Regions from separate parts of the Sus scrofa genome. Here region 2 is linked to region 1. A link is a contact called in public Hi-C data. All regions are on one chromosome and are shown on one strand. The core of a region is the stretch at or near the end of the contact, and the rest is flanking DNA. Distances in the headings are between cores, read along the strand shown.

The links. A called contact is a pair of places that touch in the nucleus more often than the background predicts.
Region 2: a Hi-C map of fetal liver shows a contact between it and region 1, with 2.2 times the contacts expected there. The contact joins the promoter of MANBA here to the promoter of BDH2 in region 1. A contact is called at or near these places in 2 of 5 promoter capture datasets (fetal liver and liver), 5 of 47 Hi-C or Micro-C datasets (fetal liver, liver, omental adipose tissue and 2 more) and 2 of 2 datasets of contacts at active chromatin or transcription factors (alveolar macrophages and skeletal muscle).

The regions. Positions count from the first base shown.
Region 1 is chr8:117,968,119-117,971,376 of Sscrofa11.1, forward strand. BDH2 (3-hydroxybutyrate dehydrogenase type 2) reads left to right here and starts at 1,795. Exons shown (of 10, transcript XM_003129285.5): 1 at 1,795-1,932.
Region 2 is chr8:118,249,371-118,252,628 of Sscrofa11.1, forward strand. MANBA (beta-mannosidase) reads left to right here and starts at 1,752. Exons shown (of 18, transcript XM_003129294.6): 1 at 1,752-2,050. The coding sequence starts at 1,874.

The sequences.
Region 1 (3,258 bases), core at 545-3,044:
GGAGTTCCCGTCATGGCACAGTGGTTAACGAATCCGACTAGGAACCATGAGGTTGCGGGTTCGGTCCCTGCCCTTGCTCAGTCGGTTAACGATCCGGCGTTGCCGTGAGCTGTTGTGTAGGTTGCAGACGTGGCTCGGATCCCGCGTTGCTGCCCTGGCTAGGCCGGTGGCTACAGCTCCGATTCAACCCCTAGCCTGGGAACCGCCATATGCCGCGGGAGCGGCCCAAAAAATAGCAACAACAACAACAAAAGACAAAAAAAAAAAAAAGAATCAGAGTTGGCCTTGATAAGAGAACTCTTGTGTTCATAAAATATCTATTCCAAAAACCCTCAAAAGTCAAAGAAAAGGCATTGATAATAAAGCAAGGAGGTTATGTGGTTACAGATAATTAGACTCAACACTAGAAACTACAGTGAGAAAAGGAGGTTCAATTACCAAAGAAATATGCAGAAACTAGGTTAGAGTTTTAAAAAATTAAGGGTGATATTTGCCATCTATTATAATTGATTTTTAATGTTTGTTAATCACAATTAACATTTACTAAGTACAAGTAACATTGTGCTGATGGTTTAACATGCCAAGTCCTTCCTCCTCACAATATCCCTGAGGTAGGTGCTGTAATTATTTTACAGATGAGAAAACTGAGGTTTGTAGAGTTAAGTGATTTACTTAGCTAGTGAGGGAAAGTAGCACAGTTTTGACTCCACAGTCTTTGTTCTGAGCCACTGTGATCATTATAAATACTCTTAGCTCCAAGAACAAAAATATGATCTAAAGTTTGTTTTTCACATATAAGAAGTCCAGAGGAGTTAGCCTAAGGCTGTTATCTTGGAGCTGTCTTCAAGGAACCCTGTGCTTTCTCTCACCCTGTTGTCTTTAATGTATGCTTCTGACCTCACACCAAAGTCACAACACGGCTGCCATGTCCCTAGGCCTTGTATTGCCTTACACAGGAAAAGAAGGTAAGGTCAAAGTCAAAAGCCTTTCAGAGAAGCCTTACCTTTCTATCCAAGAGAGAAGCCCTCTGAGATTTCAGCCCACATTTCATTGGCCAGCTCTAGCAGCAAAGAAGGCTAGGAATTTGAGAGTTTTTTTCCCAGGCTTTACAAAATAAAAGGCAGGGTAGAGAGAGGTGGGTGGGTGCTGAGTGGGCCTACTTAAATAGCACATGCACAAAAGAGCCTGAACAATCACTGGGCTCAATTACACACTTGATGAAGTATGAGTTACTAAGCCTCATAGAGAAGGTTCACATGATCCAGTTCGTCCTTTTCATTCTGATATTTCTTGTTCTCTTAGAGTCAAACTTGATTTTTTTGCCCTTACTCAACAGGTACTTTGAAGTTTCCTAGATATACCCCACATGGTACACCCAGGATGCCTGCATTCTGCCACTAAATATGTATTAGTGTCAGACTGTGTATGACAAAATAACCATATCTTAAAAACACACGAGGATTTTTGTTTCCGTCCCTCAAAACAATCCAGGTCAAGGGCCAGGAAGAAAAGCTCCAGTACCTTCGATGACCCAGATTCTTTCTGTTTTGTTGCTAACTTCCACATGAAATGTCTGGCTCGTCCAATCGTGAATGTCCCCAGAGCTGCATATAGTCATTGCAAATAAAAGAGAAGGGTTTAGGTAAATTTGGTGAAGAAAATGATTTCCACATTCTAAGAGAGCAATAAGATGCTTTTCCACTTTTCACTAAGTACTTGGAGTTAACAGTTCTACCTTAGCCCCACTAGATGGCAGCATATAACATATAAAGTATGTGCATGTGCGTGCCCTTTTCTAAAAACTGGAGCAGTCTTAACTACAAATCCCAGGATGCATTATTGGGTACATGACTTCCTTCTGCACAAAGGTCTTAAGTTTGTTGTGCGCAGTGCAGTGTGATTTGGAGGACGCCATCACTTTGCCGCTCTAAAGTAAGATATTTATGTTTTAAGTGAAACTTGGAACTGGGAAAAGAAGAGGTTTAATTGTCAGATATCTATTACTTTGTTCTGCGCATTACTTTTCAAGATAATTTTAGTAAGAATCAGGATAGGGATGGGTTTTTAACAGGTTTGAAACTCAGAGTTGCCAAAGAAGAGAGGATTTTATAGTGTCTGTAAATGGGGGTTTTTTTCCTGGCTAATGAAGATAGAGTTTCTGAAAACTCTGTTTGTGTCTCTGCTAATCAAAAATTAACACCTTGGGAGTTACGGTCAAGGTGCAACAGAAACGAATCCGACTAAGAACCATGAGGTTGCAGGTTCGATCCCTGGCCTCAATCAGTGGGTTAAGGATCCGGCATTGCTATGAGCTGTGGTGTAGGTAGCAGACTCAGTTTGGATCTGGGATTGCTGTGGCTGTGGTATAGGCTGGCGGCTGTAGCTCTGATTCATCCCCTAGCCTGGAACCTCCATATGTCACAGGTGCGGCCCTAAAAAAGCAAAAAAAAAAATAAAAAAATAACACTTTGATTCCAAAATTTAGAGTAAGAAGTCTATCTTGTCTGGTTTTCACATTGTATTTACTGAAAGTTTCCTCATCTCACCAAATGATTGCACTCGTTTTTTCAAGTAAATCCATTTTAGTGTGATTCTGCAGTTTTATCTAGTAGTAAGGCTTTGGCTCCAAAATCTGGTCCCAGAAAGACAGAGAGGACAGCTAGGGGGAGGTTTTCAGAGTGAGTAAAAGGACTGCTCTTTGCTTCAGCAGTTGTTTAGTAAGTGCTTCTCAGGGTGTCAAAGATTCCCAGGGAAACCTTTGGCATTTGCCTCCACAGTGCCATGGGCCAAAAGTCACTAATAACAGTAGCGTAAAATAACTTTTTAATACAACATACTCAAGATTGGGGGAGGGAAGATTAATGGGGGGGGGTCTCTTACTTCCTAAGTTATTGAATACATTTCTCAATGCTTACCCTGTTTTAAGTGAAAATATATACTCGTATATGGGAAAAAAAAAAAGTAAAAATTCATTTCATCAGAGTAGGTCAGGCACTGTGAAAGACCAGCTTCCCCGTCAACACAAGAACATCGGTGAAGTCGTAAACTCGTCGCTGGAGTCAGTTCTGGGACGCATTGTTAGTCCGGGGCCCTCTGAGAAGCTGACTCCAAGACAGAGTTAAACACGCCTGGGTTTTATTAGGGGAAATGTGGGGTGAGAGAAAATGAGGGAACCAGATAAGGCTCGGAGCGCCGATGAACCACGAGGGCAGTGGGCCGGCAAAGGAAGGAGCGTGGGACGCCGGGCTGGGCTGATGG
Region 2 (3,258 bases), core at 502-3,001, 280 kb after region 1:
AGTTTGGGTACTGTCTGCTACTGTATGACAGTCAAGTCACCTGACCCCTCAGGTGTAAAGCCGGAGGCTTGGGCTGGATAATCTAAATTTAGAACCAACATGCTAGGCTTGTGAAAAATGCTGACTCCGTGAAGGTAAAATATTGTCCTGTGTCTACAGATTCAGGCAATTTCAGGCATTTACAAGGCAAAGCAAGGCTTGGATTTGTTGAGATGAGAGCTACTCCACAGATTTCCATTCAAACATGGAAATAAGGCAAATAACATCAACAAAGAAATAGGTCTATTTTATGCAGTATGAAATTCCCTCTTAACTTCCCAAATCACAGTTACATCTTAAGGCAAAAATGGCACTCAAGTGCCACTAGGAGACTTGAAAAAAATGTGTGGTGTTTCTTGGGTACCTTGGCATTATTAGGAAACACCCAAGTGTGTTAATTAATTTTATGCTTATAACAAAAAGAAAAAAGAGTACTGTCTCTATTTTTGAGTTCAGGGAATGGAGGTGTAAGAGATTTTGTGGCTTGCCTAAGTCCCACAGTTAGTGATTGGCAGAGGATTTTTTTTTCTTCCACCTATTTTTGGCTGGCCTGGGGCATATGGAGTTCCCCGGCCAGGTATCAGATCCCAGCCGTAGTTTCAACCTAAGCCACAGCTGTGGCAACACCGTCTCCTGTGCCTGCTTGGCCAGAAATGGAACCTGCGACCCAGCGCTCCCAGGAGGCCAAGGATCCCATATCGCCAGAGTGGGATTTTAAATTTGCCTGTGCATTAAGTACAGGTTTCTGGAACCTCAGGAACCTCTTCTATGGAGCTTTATAAATCAGGAGGTTGTAGTCCACTAACATGAGGCAAGCATGCTGTGCTTTCTCTGGGCTGGGCCCTATGTTGCATGCTATACATGAATTTTCTCAGCCTTCACCAAAACCGTGCAAATTAGGTACTTTTAATAATTGCTTACTTTTTTTTCCTGCTACACCTTTGGCATGTAGAAGCTAGTTCCCGGGCCAGGGATCAAACCTGTAACATCAGGTCGCAAGAATGACAACATTGGACCCTTAACCACTAGGCCACCAGGGAACTCCAGTAATTGTTTACACTTTGTTTTTGTTTGGCCAAGCCTGCGGCATGTGTATGCTCCCGGGCCAGGGATCGAACCCAGGCCACAGCAGTGACCCAAGCAGCGGCCCAAGCTGCTGCAATGACAATGCCGGATCCTTTACCGCTGCGCCACAAGAGAACTCTAGTCGTTTACTCTTTGAAGGACAGCCTCTGCTCTGAGACCAACCCGTGGAGCTGAAGGATTTGATTTGGGCGTTACCTTTGCCAGGCAGATCCCTGCAGCACAGATGGGAGTCTGGGGAAATTTGAGAGAAAAGTGGTGGAGTGTCTTGGTTTTGGGTCCTCTGAAGCAGTGAGGAGCCTCTCTACCTGTAGTCTCTGCACACCACTGTCTCTGAGCTCCCCAAAGCTGTGTGCCACTTTGCGCCCTGAGATTTGTGTGTCTCAATTACCGTGTACGGTTCTCGCTTCCCATTCAGACCCCAGAGCAGGTGGAATCAGTGTTGAGGGCGCAGACTGCAGCGGTCCGAGTCCGGAGCTGCGCACGATGGCAGCGGCTCTGGCCCCCGCGATGCTCGGCCTCGCCAGTCTGCGCGATTTCCGCATCCTCCACTAGCCAGAGGATCCAGGGGAGCAGCTTCGGTCCCCACAGCTCAGCTGACCTGGAGGCGGGGCCGAGAGCCGGGGGCGTGGCCGGGGCCGAGGGCGGGGAGACCTCGAAGCTGGGCCCTTCTGAAGGCACCGTGGCTTCCGCAGCCCTCGACCGCGCGGGGGTTCTTGCCCTGCGGGTGTCTGCGGTGCCAGCCACTGGCATGTGCCTCCGCCTGCTCCTGCTGCTGGCACTGTGCAGTGCGGGCCCCGCTGCCGCAGCGCTCACCCTCAGTTTGCGGGGAAGCTGGAGGATCCGCAGCGGGAACGGCTCCCTGGAGCTGCCCGGGAAGGTTCCCGGTTGCGTGCATAGCGCCCTGTTTCAGCGGAGGCTCATCCAGGTACTATCTGCGTCGCCTGGTTGGGAGCCTGCGCTCGCGTCCCCCTTAGTGCTGAGAAGGGCCCAGAAATGGCCTGGCAGTCCTGAGTACGGGACTCTTCTCCTCGGTTTGGCACTAACTTCCCGTTTGCATCGTGTGGTTTGCAGGGGGAAACGCCGAAGAGGCAAGTGTATCTACAGTTGAAGAGCACAGCTGGGGTCCGGGCTGATTAGAAACTAACCTGTCTGTACAGCAGTAACTCAGGAAAGCGGAGGTTTAGCCCGGGTAAACAGCTCTAACCAGGGTGTTATTGCCATAGTTATCTGCTGAAGGGCGGATAGAAAGGCTATACCGACAAAGCCTAAGGCGGGGGATTATTGTTTCAACTACCTGAACACTGCAGGGGACTATATTCAGCAACGTCTCAGTTTTTCACTTTTGCTGTTAGACGCCAGGGAGACAGATTTGGAATTGACGCAGTGGCACGTAGGTTGAGGAAAAATGAGACCTACAAGTGTAAGGTTAGGGTCGTCAGTGCTAAAGTAAAGGCTAAGTAATTTATTTATTTAGCTTGTTAGGGCCTCACCCGCGGCACGTGGAGGTTCCCAGGCCAGGGGTCCAATCGGAGCCACAACTGCAGGCCTACACCACAGCCACAGCGACGCAGGATCCGAGCAGCGTCTGCGACCCACACCACATCTAACAGCAAGGCCAGGGATCGAACCCGCAACCTCATGGTTCCTAGTCGGATTCGTTTCCGCTGCACCCCAACGGGAACTCCCAAGGCTAAGTAATTTTTAAGGCTGGTTGAGATGTGGAGAAAGATGCTGTTTCCTCTCAGGGCATGTGGTATGATGTGTGTGTCCCAACATTCTTCAGTTTATGTTCTTCTTGTTGAGGTTGTTTTCCTGTTTGGCTGCCTGTGGGCAGAGGTTTGCAAACAGACTGCCACCTTCCACTGTTTTTTGGTTCCAGATGTTGCACTTTTTTTTTTTTAAATCTGTTGCGCATCTGTTACGGCTTTGCCTGGACAAAGTGTGCTTGATAAGTAATTTTGCATGCATCATCCCAATCCTTATAACAGCTCTGTGGAGTAGGTCTTAGCTGCATTTTATGGATGATGTGGCGTTATGGAGCCCAGAAAAGTTCTAAGTGGCAGAAATGGAATTCTAAGCCAGCCTGGTTTGACTCTGAAACCTTCTGTACTGTACTACACTTAACCTTGGTGG